Linked DNA regions of Gasterosteus aculeatus: region 2 is linked to region 1. The links are chromatin contacts, called in public Hi-C maps. All regions are on one chromosome and are shown on one strand. The core of a region is the stretch at or near the end of the contact, and the rest is flanking DNA. Distances in the headings are between cores, read along the strand shown. Region 1 holds the start of traf3ip1 (TNF receptor-associated factor 3 interacting protein 1). Region 2 overlaps hdac4 (histone deacetylase 4).

Region 1 (7,819 bases), core at 1,764-4,263:
TCAGCAAAGCGCTTGCATAATGAGGTACGGTTCAGTGTTGACTGTACAGACCTGGAGGCCACGTCAAATGGCACCGAGGACGCTGCAGTCTCTCCATTTTCTTGGGGCGGCGGTCTCTGGGCTAACAGAGCATCTCCGTCTGCGAAGGGACAGCAGCGACTTGTAGTTAGCTCAGTATAACATAGCGAGGGTTAGATCCGTCCTTCCACTGGACACTAATGTACATGCCTGTATAACGAGTGCACACAGTACCGGCCTGTTTCTATGTCCTGAATGCTCACAACCTGACAAAGATACCGCTAGTTCAGAACACCGTTGCCAAAAGAGAAATTTGCTCAGATGGATTTTGTTCTTTTGGACGGAGCTCGACTGACATTTCCCAAACCAGCCGGCTGCTAAGACTCAATTGTTGCCCTCGCTGCGTACGGCGGTGGGGTTTCTTGTCCTCTAGGAGAGTTGCTTTAGTAATCCTCTGAGGCCCTTGAGACATTGAACGTTATTAATGAACTTCACTGACTTGCTCAGACCTTTAAAAAAAAAGAGCATATTGTTGCCCCATCTAGAACGTCATTTAGTCGCAGTGAGAGAATGTCGAGCATGCACTCTAAAGGGAGCGCGCTGACATACTGGGGGAAGACATTTCTGGATCCTTTGATCCTTGTGCTTTCAGGACTAAAGAAGTGGAGCGCTGACTTTAAAGTTTTTGGTCTATTTATGAATTGATCAATTTTAAAACTTTCTTTTTCTGTTACTGCAATTCATAAAGGAACCCCTCAAAATGCATTTTTGATTAAGGGCAGCACCTCTGCTGTCACGATGACCACATGGAAAATCCCTAATGTTAAATGAGATGAGATAGAGAACAATTACCTCCCTCGCTGTCAGATTCATCTGTCGGAGAGCAGAAAAAGATCTTGTTAGTTTCTGGACATGCAAACACAGAGTATGAAAACACAAAGTGTCTTTCTTAATGTCAGTTCCATGAAACCTTTGTCGACACTGCCAACAGTAATCCTGATGAGTCACTTTTACCTCCCACTGAGTGGAACCAGTCAGTGAATTTATAAGACCAGTTCGCAAATAGAAACCCGTCAACTGTAAAATCTATTTGGCTGTCGAAGAGCCCCTCGGTTGATGATTCAAGGGCAGTTATTTAGTCATTTAGTCAAGGGCAGTTAGTCGTTTTAAGTTGGGTGCTGGGGGAGAAGGGATGGGGGTTACCTTGACCTCCAATTTTGGGTCTCCGCCTCTGCCCTTTGGCAGATGAAGGCCGAGGTATTCTAGCTGGACTGTCAGGCTGTGAGAGAAGCAGAGACAAGCAGGCAAAGGATACACGTTTACAACAATAAGCAGTGAAAAGCAACACATCACTCACTGACTGTGGACGCCCCGTCATGTAGAACCCTCTATTGGGCCGTCCTTTCATGATCAGTCATCAACTTCTTTGCTAAACAATTAGGCCCCAATTAACATGGAGGGTTAATGTTGAAACCGTACACACTGACAGACTGCTGCATGCGAAATACAGCACATGGGGGGCAAGTTAGTTGTATCACAGCAACAATAAAAACACTGAAACGGAATGAAGTGTGTTTAAAAAACAACAACTGCCACAGATTATGAACTTACCTGGTTCTCAACTGCTTCTGCAGGCTGCAGAGACAAAGAACACAACATTACACCACAAACTGAGGTCACATTTAGCAATGATACAAATAATATGAGGACACAAGGCCTCACATGCCTGCTAAACACCATAGCCCAAATTAGCACTAAAACAAGTAGCCGCCCCCCTAACGCTATTGCAATCAATGGTCACAGCATCCTAAACAAAAGCGCAGACTACAGCAAAGCTCTCATTTTTTCCGCATTTGGTTTCTGCGGGCTTCAATACCTCCTCGTCTGGTCTTTCATCCTTACATGAAGAAGGGGCACAGCATAAATAAAGTAGAGATGAACATGTAAAGTGTGTCTAGTAAAGCACACCATCATCACTATGAGACAATCACTTCTAATAATAAACAATGTATCATGAGTGATGGAACTCACGGCTGGCACAGGTTTGGCTGTTTTGCTGGGCTCGGGGCTCGCCGCCTGCTGTGGTTGCTCTGACACTCTGGCCTACGCACGAACACACACGTGAGGTAAATAATGGTCTGTTGCTAAACATTTAAGACTTGAGGCAAACAGGCAGGCATACCTTGCTATTGCCGCTCTCTCCACTTTTGCTCCGCTCTTCCCGCTCTTTGTGGCGCTCCCTGTCTTTGCCTCGGTCCTTTCTTTTGTCCTTGTCTCTTTCCCGGGCTCCGCGAGAGTCTCTCGCCTTATCTCGGTCTTTGTCTGGCTCCCTCTCTGGCTCCCTCTCTCTGTCCCTCTCCTTGTCCCTGTCTTTCCCCCGTCCTTTGTCTCGCTCCCGATCCCGGCTCTTGTCCTTGGCGCGGGGGTCCTTTTCTGAGCGCTCTCTGGCGCCGTGCTGCTCCTTCTCCCCATCCCTGCGTCGGCTCTGCGGCTCCTTGGGCTGGTCCGGGTCCTTGTGGTCTCGGCTCCCGCTGCGGTCTGTAATCGTCTTCCTCTCCTAAAATAGTTCACGCCGAACACACAGGGTGAGGATCCAAGGCACATGCTGGGACACTGCCGATGCTAACTGCTAACTGCTAACGCAGACGGCACATAGTGCACCAGATGTTGGGAGTGAGCAGTGTGTAATTCCATCCTCAGAGCGGGCGGAGGACTCTCACCTCTCGATCAAGAGGACGTTCGCGTCCTTCCCTATTCTCCTTGTCCTGGGACCTGGTGGTGCTGGCCTTGGTCTTTATGTCCACCTTTTCTCCGGCAAGCACTCGCTTCACGGCATCGTCACTGGACATCTGGAAGACAACATTTGGTTCATGTTATGAATTTGAATTGTTTACCGTCTTTTGAAAACAATCATTTCAGACTTGTACACATACAGTCAATCATTTTCTTTTTGCAGTCTTGTTACACTATTGTATACTACATATTATTGTCTTCCCACAGTAAACTCTTATACAATGCGCTGATGAATAAGGACAGACATTTTGACCAGTACAACTCACAGGATGAAAACTACTGTGCCAAAGCAACGGAGAAAAGCTTTAATACAGAAATGCTACCAGAATAATATGAAATGTTGTTTGAATAGAATTTCATTATTTTAATATATTTGAATGAACTAATCAGCTATCACATATTGGACCAGTATATTCAGCTAACGCTTTACTTAAGTTTCTTACATTCAGAGCTAAATTAATATTGATTCAATGCTCATTAATTTGGGGGATTTTTATTGTTGTTTTTTTCATTGTTGAAATATATCTATTAAATCTAGGCTGTATGTAACAACAGCAAATAGGTTGCATAAGATCCGAGGAATACAAACATTCCCCATGACATGAAATCAAAACAGTGTTTGTAGAACAGATATCCAATTGGGACGTGCTCATCTCTTTACTCTCCAGGGCTCAATTAAAAAGTTCTTCCCGAGGCCGGCTAGACATTACTAGACATAGATTTTTATTATTTGCTAGAAATAACACACAATGGGAAACAGTTTTTTTCCAAATATATCATCTGAATGATAGGAGACTGGGGACAGGAGAGAATTGGAAAGTGAGCCTTTGCAATTGATCTCTTCTGTCTGTGTGCGTTGCCAAGAACACACACCTTGTTGATGCAGCACTTGGCCATGACCTGCAGCAGCTCGTTGGTTTTCTCGGGCTCATGTCCGGCCACAATGCGTGCCGGCTTCGCCCCCAGGGGCTCGCCACTCACCAGCATCACCACGTCTATTGCCTTCTGGAGGAAGACTATCTTGGAGTCCTTATCCTGAGAAGGAAAAAGACAAGGCAAACAGAGTCCATTGTAAAATCTGATTTAATAACAAAGCCTGCCTCCACAAAAAGAAGAGCAAACACCCCCCCCCCCCCCCCCCCCCGCCCCATGACATTGAATTCCAGATAAATGACCCAGCTAAGCAGTGCTGCTAGTCTGTTATAATGCAGCATCTGAGATGCCAGCAGACAGTGCAAAGGAGTTAAAAAACATCATTTACAAAAAAAGATTTGCACTGAAGAGAGTAAGGTAGTGATGAGATTATCACATAACAACACAGCAGTGTTGTTATAACGTCTGTTATCCCATGACAGACGTGTATGAGCATAACAATGGTACCTTCTGAACTCAACATCCTCAATTTTACATGATCTGATTACAGTGATGCTCCTGTTGGGGGACATCCAGTTTCAAACAGGGACCTGTAGCTGAGCCCATGCAGCATCCTTCTGTCGAGTATCGATTTGGGGTCAACTATCAAGCAGCACACTTCTGACACCTTGGATGCCCTCTTAGTCATGTCATGCCAGATCCTCTCACAAAGGGAGCGTGTAGAGTTACTCACACACTGCCGCCCTCAGACTGGGCGTCAGATCACCTGCAGGCTATCTCATACACAAATAAGGCTGCTGCTTAGGACATACGTGCAGATTATGTGAGACAATTATGAGGGAAATGCAATTAACCAAAAATAGTGATATCAGCGTTATGCATCAGGAGGCCTAAAGGAGTAGAAATAATCAACCAGGAGGACAGAGTGGTTCACTTACCTTAACATTGTCGGACTTCATTTCATTTTCACCATACAGACCTTTCATAAAACCTACGGTCTTGATGACCTGAAAGGAATAACAAGTTAAGGTTGAACACTCAGCTGTCAGATTATTTGCATTTCCCTAAAAACTAAAAATATATAAAGTACACATAGGCATCAATATCTCAGCATCCTCTATAATGTGGATGCCTATTTGTGCAGTCAGACACATTGTCAGCAGCGGAAAGGAGTCACACATCCCGACACGCTTCCCTCATCAAATATACATGGGTCGCCTCTGACTACTTAAGACGCGTGGAGTGGGAATGAGATCTCACGTGGGTTGAGAAAGGTTGAACAGATTTTATCGTACTTCACACTTTGTATCAAAGGATTCTGTTGTGTGTGAAAAAAATAAATAAAAGAAAGAGCCCTGGATGTGATGCATGGTTTTATAGAGACACAAGCATGCGCAAAGATGCAAAGGCCAGTTCCTTATCCGGTTCACCGTTACATGCCGCAATAGTCGAACTATCAACTGGATCGGATGGAGTTATCCAGGGGTGTTAGTCGGATCGTAGTCGGACCGCACATAGTCGGACAAAGGTGTTTACATGAAACGGATAATTCGATTTCAGTCCGACTAAGCCAGTTATTCGAATCCATGTAACCACGCTGACTGACTTATTTCTGATGGGTTCAAACTTAGTCTGCTCCATCTCAGTATGGTCCACAAAGTGTCTGTGTAACAGGCCACATCACCTCAAAGCTGGAGGGGACAACTAACGTTGGAGATTAGTGACGTTAGGGAGCTTGGAGCTGAGCGGAGAGGAGCAGCTGCTGAAGTGGTGAAGCAGGCGTGTTACTGAGGAGTCCACCACTGAGGCTTCTACTATCTCTGCAAACCCCTGTGATGATGCGCGGGCAGCTTTGAACACGCAGTGATTCATCGCAGCACCACGTAACCATTGGTCTTATCAAACAGCCCAGCGGCGATAAGCCGCTCAGCATCCGTGATCTCAACGTGACGAAGAGCCACGCACATTTATCCAACCTGGTACCTCGAACGGCTCACTGTGGTTAGCCGACGGTAACGGAACCGGTTCGATCCCCGAGTGTGCTCGAAACTACACGACGCCATAGGCACGGATAGCTCAAGTTAGCTTACCCACTATGTTAAATTACTCACGTAAAGCGACCTCATTTACAATTGTTAGCGATCTTTAGCAACCCTTCCTTTGGTTCATGGTCGACTTTGATGGTTTAACTGCTCGACCAACCTCATCCGCGATACCAGAGTCGCATTGACGGCTGTGGTAGCCGTAACGTCAGTTAACGTTACCGCGAATTGAGTGTTACTTGGTTAGCATAGTTCATGCTAACGGTGCATTAGCCAGACGACTGGCTGGCTCGTCTTTTTATTTGGCGCGAGCCTTTCGGTAAATAAGGGCTAAAGTGGCCCGTTGTGGCGGTGAAACAAACGCAAAGTTGCTAATCCTGAAGTTAGCATGTGAGTCTCACCTCGCTGAAGATGTCGTGAAGGTATCGAAACGGCGGCTTGCTTAGCAGCTTTTCCGTGAGAGGAGGTTTCTTTATCACTTTGCCCAGCGTGTCCTGGGTCTTCTTCACCACCGCCACGTTCATGGCAGCGGGCGAACGTCAAGCTAAGGGGCTTAAACGCAGAGGAGACAGCAACAACTATTCAGGAGTGTACAAAAAAATCCTGCTGGCTCTGTCGCCTGGTTGCCATGTCAATATTCAGCAATCCCACAGTGCACCAGTGATGAAGACTGCGCATGCGCTGACGGTTACGGTTGCTAAGCATCGCTTGCGCCCATAGCAACAGCTAACGATCTCCAACAAGTCTCATGATAAACTAGAAAAGGCATTTCCTGCTGAAAATGCGTTGGAATGCAAAAAGCTGAAAGCTGCACTGAATATTTAAAAATAGCTGAAAATACAGAAAGTTGAAGGGAAGTTGAATACATTTGCTGAATATTTAAAAATAGCTGAAAATACAGAAAGTTGAAGGGAATTTGAGTACATTTGCTGAATATTTAAAAATAGCTGAAAATACAGAAACTCGAAGGGAATTTGAGTACATTTGCTGAATATTTAAAAATAGCTGAAAATACAGAAACTCGAAGGGAATTTGAATACATTTGCTGAAATAAAAGATATTAGAAAAGCTGAAATTAATTTTAAATAGCTGAAAATACAGAAATGGGAGAAGCTGAAAGGAATTTCAATAGATTTGCTGAAAAAGCAGAAATGAAAACAGCTGAAATAAATGTGAAATATTGCAAAACAGAAGTTGCAGGAGCTTAAATGAACTTTAAAAAGTACAGAAATAACAAAAGCTGAGATGAATAAAAAGAGGTTTAAAATTGTTTGTAGTAATGTTAGTCGTAATTTGGGTATTAGTACTAGCAGTAGAAGTCGGTTTAGTATCAATAGCAGTAGAAACAGCTGGAATACTGATACTATTAGCCATAGTAGTATTTGTAATAACATTAGTAGTAGTTGTAGTATTAATAGCAGTAGAAATACTAGCAGTATGGTAGTAGAAGTATCAGTTGTAGTACTAGAAGTACGAGTAATATTCGTAGTGGGAGACAGAATGTTTGTTATTCACACTTAAAAGTTTTTAATTAATAGGCCTCATCACAGACATTACAGTAAAAATTCCCTCCATGGGGCTTTTATTTTGAAATTATTGGATTGGGTGGGGTGGGGGGGTGTAGATAGAGGGAGGGAGGGTGAGAGGGTGAGGAAGGGAATGGTGGTGACGAAGAGATAGAGAGGGAGAGGGGAGGAAAATTAGACATACTGACTGACTGAGTGATTAACAGTGAGAAGAGGTCAGGGTGGAGGGGGGAGGGGGGGCGAGTGTCTTTATCATATTGGTCTGTTGACAGAAAGCATAGCTGCGTCATGTGACTCCACTAATCAGGTCACAAGGAGCAGCTTTGAGCCACAGACAGAGATCCTGCAGCGTGTGAGCGAGTAACCACGACAACGGCGCACCTATTGGATTGGGTGGGGTGGGGGGGTGTAGATAGAGGGAGGGAGGGTGAGGGGGTGAGGAAGGGAATGGTGGTGAGGAAGAGAGAGAGGGAGAGGGGAGGAGAATTAGACAGACTGACTGACTGAGAGTGATTAACAGTGAGAAGACGTCAGGGTGGAGGGGGGAGGGGGGGCGAGTGTCTTTAT
Region 2 (7,819 bases), core at 2,373-4,872, 87 kb before region 1:
GAGTCCCATGTTTGTGCGGTTACCGTGCGGAGGCATAGGGGTAAGTCACTTATTTATTTTTCTTCCTGTAAATCGCATGGGTCATCTGACAAATATTCAGTCGGTAATGAAGTTTTAGTAATTATGTGTGCCTGCTATAACTTTCGAAATTTCGAGCGTTAAGTCACGCTTATTCAGTGGAAAATTGTTGCAATGGACCGCTAATCTAATCAATATCCCAAGCTACACTGAAACAAACAAGCATAGTTCCAGCACCATCAAACCGCAGTGTAATAACCGGGTTCCCCTTCGCCCACTCGCTCTCTCTGCCCCCTGCCTAAATAATGCTCCCATTTGTTCTTGTTCCACCAAACAGACACACACACAAACACACACACACACACACACACAATAAAGGCCCTCAAGGACCAGAGGCAACAAAAGCTGTTGCTTGCCTTTCTGCAGTGTTAATAATTGTAACCAGATACTTTCAGCATACGCGCTGTGTGTGTGCGCGCACGCACCCCCCATGGTATAGTTGGCTGGGTGCGTGCTTTTGTTTGTGTGTGTAGCAGTGTGTTTAGGGATGTTTGTGTGCTAAGGCAATGATTTAGATGGCTGCTCCGAGCTGGAAGTGCCGTCTTTTGAAATGGATATGTCGGAGCAGTCTCACGTGCACCTGTAGGTGTGCTTGCTGTTGACTCCGGGGACAAAGGTTGAGCATTTCCAAAGGCCAATCCACCTACAGCAACATATGCCTTTTACATAACAATTATGCATCCCCATATCTTTTGCACGTTATTCCACCTCGCCCCCATTCCCTCCCTTGGGGAGTTGCTGCTGCAGTGGTGGGAACAAGAAGAGCCCGAGCTGCGCTCTGCTCTTTATAATGGCAAATGGGGCTAAATTGTTGTCTTCCTGTCATGCACACACATAGCAGTCCCACACACGCACACACACATTTACAGAGGAAGGGGGCTGAAATTAGGCTGTCAGCCTGTGGGGAACCATCATTCAGTCATACCAGCACGCTCCCGCTTTTTTCTGCCGCCGACACACAAACACACACCTTCCCTTTCCTTTTTTCCTGTCAAATCGCGTCCCACTTCTGTCTTGAGGCGAAAAGGTAACATCAACATGGCAAACAATAAACCGCCCAGTCTCCACACGCTGCTTCAGAGCACCATCTGTTTGTGTTCATTAACCTGGCGTCTATATACGGTTCGGTTTCCCATCCACTCACTGACTCGGTTACAACACGGTGTCTTCCACTCCTCTCTCTCTCTGTGTTCACGTTCTGCTCCCTCGGTTACTCATCGCCGCCGCTCTCTATTCCCCCCTCGCTCCCTCCTTTTAACTAGAGGAGAGGGAGGTGAAGTTGGACGGCCGTCCCCCCGAAAAAGGTCACCCAGTCGCGTAACGCTGACCAAGAGGCCGCCAACGCAAAGCGAGTTGTCAGAGCGTCCGGCGGGCGGGTCAAAGTTCTCCTCCGGCGCTCTGGCACCGGCCGCTCCGCACATGTGTGTCCAGTTCAAACACATCGACACACGGCCCTTATTTTTCTTCTCTTCATCTGCCAGCTTCTCCTCTCTGTGTTTATCACGTGCTCCATCTGCCCGCGGTATCTGCCATGCCTGATGGAGGGTGTGTATATTATCCCGTGCGCCGCGCCGCTCGCAATCAATCACATCGACTATTGAGGTCCGTTGGGCTTGTGTGCGTGAGCGCGGATGTACTGTTGTGATTGGGGCTGAGCGGGCCTCAGCATTAATCTGGCGTGACCACTGACTGGTGACTGAACTTACTCCCCAAACACACAAATACTCATAAAATGGGAAAATAAATGCAGAGAGACTTTTCTTGGCCTGCCCTCATTTTCACTTTGTTACTAAAACTTTGTACTCGGATTTCAAATTTTCCGTGTTTTTTTTTAAATATTTAATCCAGCGCTCCATATCTGAAGTTCTAAACACATTTAATTGATATTCATTTTTAATTACCAGTATATTTGTCAAAACATTGGCTTTTTTTTTTCAAAGCTGGCGTGCCCTTGATACTAAATTACAATAAATGTGTGTTTTGCCTTAATGGACTGATGAACACAGAGCTTGCTATAATAAATGTGTATGATTAAGTTTCTAAATATGTCTTACTGCCTCACAGACTCTCTCTTGGTTCTGGTCCATGTCCGTGAGAACGTCCCAGCTGTCCCCAAACTGCAACTTTCAAAGACTAACTTTGATGTAAAATGACATAGCTAAATTATTTCAAATGTCCTCACAGTTTAACGATCGCTGTCACTCTGAACTGCTGTAAAGCACAACATCAAATGTCCCTTATTGGATGAAAAACAGCATAAAAAGTGCAGTGTTTTTTTTGTGATTTAAACAACACATGCCTGCATGTGTGTGTTTGTGTTTGCAGGTGGACAACGACACCATTTGGAACGAGGTGCATTCGTCCAGTGCGGCTCGTCTGGCCGTCGGCTCGGTGGTGGAGCTGGTGTTCAAAGTAGCGTCGGGGGAGCTGAAGGTCAGTTCGGATACTTTGCACAGCCAAATCAGCAGCAAACTCGGACTAAAGGCTTTTAATAACAGCAGCACCAGCGATGAGATGGAGCCCACTCGAAACAAAGCCCAGGTGGATCCCACCCAGATAAATCCGTGACCAGCACCGGGCGGGGCTGGATTGGAGTCGATAATGGATCGCACAAAACCTGTTAGAACTCCTCGCGGCGCTGCACTGCTCATTCACGCCTCCAAACACCTCAAGAAAGGAGAAACCTCACGCCAGAACCCTCCACCTCGAAGTCTCGTTAGCACCTCCCAGACAGACATCCCCACCCCCGTCACGCTTTGCCCACCAGCCAGCCTTCCTGTGTCTGTGGCCACGGCTGCTCACCGTTTGAACCCAGCAGGGAGGCCCGGCTCACGGGCACCGCAAACGCCAGCAGTCCCCAATAACAGCCCCGTTTTATGGGCATTACACCGCAGCCACCTGCAGAGCAGCTGACGCACTTAGCGTTAGCTTAGCACCGGCATGCCGCAGACTAATGATGTTCCTGTGAGACAGTAGCGCGCCAGATTTTTCACTATATGTGCTTGTATTCATTTTCCCTTTTTTTCTACCTAATGGCAGGATTACGACGAAGAAATGTTTGTATAAAACGTTGAGAACTTGTAGGGTTGAGAAAACGAAAGCATAAGATGTAAATCATTCAATTCCAGGAGTAAAAACACTGAAATCCACTGAAACATGAATAACACACACAGGACTTTTCCTCCGGGAGACCGCTGGGGAACTAAACATAGACGTTGACAGTTTTTCGATGTCATTCGTGAGTCTGTGGTGGCGTTTGTCTCGCAGCTTCTCCGGTCGCTTGATTCAGTGATCCGGGCCGTCGTCCACGCGCCTCAACCTAACGCCGTCCCTACACGCCGTCCCTACACGCCGTCCCTACACGCCGTCCCTACACGCCGTCCCTACACGCCGTCCCTGCCGCGTTAGAGACTGACGCGGGAGGGGACCTACGAGCGCCATCGCATGGAGAGTAGGACCGAGCTTCAGTGTTGGAATAATATAGGGTTAAAGTTCACATGTATTGACTTGCCCTCAGCTTAACCTGATCTTAACACATACATGCACATAAGTACACACACACATACACACACGTGCCTACACACATACAGATGGTCTTCTGAAGAGCCTCTGGAGCCAAACTCCACAGAATGACAGGACTCTATCCCTCCCACACACTCCCACGTGGCTGCCTCTCCATCTGTTTGCTCCACCCAAATCTATTTTAAATCCATTGTATTTCCTCTTTATACGGACACAATTGAGCATCACACACACACACACACGTACATGCTGTATTATGCAGAGTGTCCTCAAAACCAGCTGAGGCGGTTGTCTCTGCGTTAAACTCCTGGCCGGCTGCTAATCCACAGCAGCTGACTCAACATCATTAGTCGGGCTCGCCTCGCTCTACATCAGCCCGGACATCTATCTAATGTCCCCACGTAGCAGTGGCAGCCCCCAAAAACAGTTGCAGGTCCCGCAGGTCCCGGCCTTAACAGAGCTTCCCTTACTGACCCGTTGTACGCATCTGTTCCTCTGTGCGCGCATACTTTTGAACGACTGCTGTTTTCTCTCTAAGGAGCCGGTTTGAGTTTGACCGACACACACATGGTTGACGTCAGGTCTTATATTTAGATATATAGATCTTTTTTTATTTCAGAATCCATGATGTCATTTTCAGAGTTCTCAGTTTCTTAGACAGAACTTCCACTTGTTGGCAATAAGTAAAAAAGGCTTTGTGTGTGTGTGTGTGTGTGTGTGTGTGTGACCTTTGTTTCCTCTGACAGAACGGTTTCGCTGTAGTTCGACCACCTGGACACCACGCTGAGGAGAGCACGCCTATGTAAGTAAACACAAAATCTGACCAGGACAGAGGTCAGCTGCCGCCTGGTTCATAACACTTTTATCGAGCTTGTCCCTCTAGACAAGTGTCCTCCATATTGTCACGTCAAAGTTTCTTCTTCATTTCTGCACAACAGACCCCAAAGTGTTATTCTCATAGTGAGATTTACTTTGATAAGATACTTCCAGTACTGTGTTGTTCAATGTTAATTGGGCTGTTCTCTCACTGTTCACTTTCAGGGGCTTCTGTTACTTCAACTCAGTCGCCATAGCAGCCAAGCTGCTGCAGCAGAGACTCAATGTCAGCAAAGTCCTCATCGTGGACTGGGTGAGTTTCTTGTGTAATGATTTCCTTGAAAATACGTCTCCTAATGCAATGAAAATGTTACTCGGTTGAAAAAACGTATATTTCAATAATCCTTTTTTTCGGTTGCACTTATGCTATATTGCTATCTAGGTCAGACACTGTCTCTTTCACCAAAGTATTTTCTTGTAGACGGTAGGAAGAAGTGTGTAGGAGTCCTGCTCCTCAGCGGCGTCCCTTGCTGCTCATGGCCATTCCCAAAATCCTTTGAAGCGCCTTTTCATTTCCTCTCTGTCTGTCACAGGGAGCGTTCAGTGTGGCAAACTCGCTGTCATGCCACTAAAGACGACAGCGGCATTTTTAGGACCAGCATTTTAAAGCATTCCCGGAATGTAGACGGTGAGGTCACTCGATTGATCTCGTCTTGCTCGCAAAAGTGAACCTTTTTTTGGAAGTTGAGGGTTTTATTGAATTCTGCTGAGCGTCCCGTTTTGACACCACGGCAGGCTGCGGCGGACCTACTGATCATCCGCCTGGCAGTGTTTCAGTGTCCGTGTGTCGAGAGTTGATAACCCCGTTCATGCAAATGTTACAATGTCCTGTTGGTGACAGCCTCTGTTATGTCCCTGGTGTTAATGACACCTCTTCCCAAACTCTCTACCACATGCCACTCGTAACATCTTAACCGCTCCCTTTTCTCTCCAGGATGTTCACCACGGCAATGGCACCCAGCAGGCCTTCTACGCAGACCCCAACGTTCTCTACCTTTCACTGCATCGCTACGACGATGGGAACTTCTTCCCCGGCAGCGGAGCGCCCGACGAGGTGGGGAGGAACCCCGCTCCGTGTCCCCGGTGGACCTGCCACCCCTGTTGCACAAAGTAACCCGGCCTCGTTTATCCGTGTTGTAGGTGGGCAGTGGAGCGGGTGTAGGCTTCAACGTGAACATGGCCTTCACTGGAGGACTGGAGCCTCCCATGAGTGACGCAGAGTACCTGGCTGCTTTTAGGTAAGACACTGAGCGGCAGATTTGGTGATGTTGTGTCCCCCTGAAATGACTTGGAGGGAAGAATTTGCTGCAAAAAGTTGGACAAATGATCTATCGAGGCCCGTCAAGTAGGAAACCTCCTCTGAAGGCCGGGCCTGTTTATTACTTTCTACTTGCTTGAGCTATTTATAACCTCACAGACACACGACACGCATGCAAAACATAGAGGGATTCTCCACAGACTCTTTGAAGATGATCCCGGCTTTGCAACTGTGGGTCCATCTGGCCCCGAGCCAAAGGCCTGGAAGCAGCAAGGCGACTGTCTTCTACTGGCTTTCAGCACGCAAGACCTGTTTTAAACTTGTCAATAACACTTTTTTCGAAATGGTACTTGAGCCATTAGGTTTTGACTGAACACAGATATCGTACAAAACTATGCAACACAGGCTGAGTAATCTAGATTTGTAGTACCCGTGTAGATCCCTCTAACTCTTGATCCTGCCATAAGTCCCAAATCTCAATTCAACAGTGTCCTTTAAAGAGACACACAGGAAAAAAGCATTTTTTTGTAGAAGGTAGGTAGAAGCGTCTAGGAGCCGGCGTCCCTTGCTGGTCATGGTCATTCCGAAAATCCTTTGAAGGGCCTAAAGGCCTACCTAGGCCTGTGGTTTAAACACCACACCTCCAGTTTGTTGTGCAGGCTTTAGGTTCAACATTTAAGTCTCAAGCCTAAAATGATATAATGTTGACGCCATCCCCATGGTTCTGTCTTTTAAACTTTGGAAAGCCAAAGCCAACGACATTGTACAACTGTTTTCACAGGCTGTGTAGCGGTCCTTGTGACATAAAGCAGTAAGGGTGCCCCTGTGACTCTCACTACTTTATATCACAAGGGCATTGGAGATGTTCCATCTGTGTTTGAGTCGTTCAATGCACATTTAAGTTGACCAGTATAACATCAACCAGCCATCTCTGTAAACATCCAACTGCAGTCACTTAAAACTCAAACCAGTAGGTTTGCTGTGTGCTTGTTTGCTCAGGGGCCCATGGATCTATATATTAATGTTGAGGGGCTTCTATTGCATTTCTACCTTGATTTTATGTGATTCTTCTGGTTACTAATGAGAAATGATGGAACTATTCATAAACCTCACAGGACAGCAGCAAACCTTTCCCACAGCTCATGGATTTACTACACGCACAAAGAATCCTGGTTACAGATACTGGATAGTCTTGTGTTTATACAAATGCCCATGCTGTACACAAGCTCCCAACGGCAGAAAGCTTCGGTTAAAACTTCTATGAAGATGCACGGATGTGCACACAAACACAGAGAAACAAATGGTCAGAAGTGCAGCTCTTACATCAGCGTGCTTACACATTTACAGCCACACGCACGCATAGACACCTGATACACACACTCTATACATATATATATATATATATATATATCGTCTTTCTTTCAATCTCATTGTTTATCCGTGTGTTGTGGTCCTCTCCTTCCTCCCTATGTCTTTGGGGGGGGGGGATGTGTGCCTCGCAGCCGGCACCGTCCCATTCCTCCACTGGCCCGCGCCACGTTGCATTTGCTGGGGCTCAAGTCTGAGCCTCCAGAAAAACACAGAGAAAAAAGATAAGAAAATTGGCCCTAATGAAAACCAGAAGCACTCTTCCTATATTTCTCTCTCTCTTTCTCTCTCTCTCTCTCTCTCTCTCTCTTCCTCCTTTCACTCCCTCTTCTGCCATGAACTTGGAAAGACGAGAGAGGAGGAGAATTAAACTTAATTCAAAACAGCTCTCTGCAGCGCCAGATGACAGGGCTTTGAAGTGTAAGTGTGCGTGTGTGAGGTTTTTTTTGCTCTCTCCCGCTCTCTGTTTTTTTTATGAACGAAGAAGGAAAGCCTTGAAACTCTGGAGTTTAACCTTTTGTTAACGGGCATGATGAACACTGCTCCCTCTGAAGGACAGTCTATACTCTGTGGGTCTCCCCTGGTCCTTTACTGGAGGATCCCTCCAGTAATAACTGCTCAAACGCTAGGAAATGTCTGGTAATGGTGATTGACCAGGGTCAATTTTGGAAGCTCGTTTTGCAAAATGGAAAGTTGAACTCAGATGTTTCTTTTTAT

What was found. Hi-C and Micro-C count contacts between places; a contact is called where the count stands out from the background.
Region 2: a Hi-C map of tail fin shows a contact between it and region 1, with 1.8 times the contacts expected there. The contact joins two enhancer-like sites. A contact is called at or near these places in 4 of 6 Hi-C or Micro-C datasets (skeletal muscle, tail fin and whole body).

What each region holds. Positions count from the first base shown.
Region 1 is chr16:4,902,350-4,910,168 of fGasAcu3.hap1.1, reverse strand. traf3ip1 (TNF receptor-associated factor 3 interacting protein 1) reads right to left here and starts at 6,486. Exons shown (of 16, transcript XM_040200829.2): 1 at 6,128-6,486; 2 at 4,623-4,691; 3 at 3,685-3,846; 4 at 2,739-2,867; 5 at 2,201-2,575; 6 at 2,050-2,121; 7 at 1,630-1,653; 8 at 1,222-1,297; 9 at 871-891; 10 at 52-139. The coding sequence starts at 6,250. Within about 2 kb of position 3,013, at least 3 of the 9 cell types and tissues checked have open chromatin away from gene starts, as enhancers often do.
Region 2 is chr16:4,990,309-4,998,127 of fGasAcu3.hap1.1, reverse strand. It overlaps hdac4 (histone deacetylase 4), which reads left to right. Exons shown (of 27, transcript XM_078091411.1): 17 at 1-40; 18 at 2,404-2,511; 19 at 4,347-4,402; 20 at 4,642-4,729; 21 at 5,411-5,530; 22 at 5,617-5,714. Among protein-coding and RNA genes, the nearest start is that of twist2, 32 kb to the right of the region's middle. Within about 2 kb of position 3,622, at least 2 of the 9 cell types and tissues checked have open chromatin away from gene starts, as enhancers often do.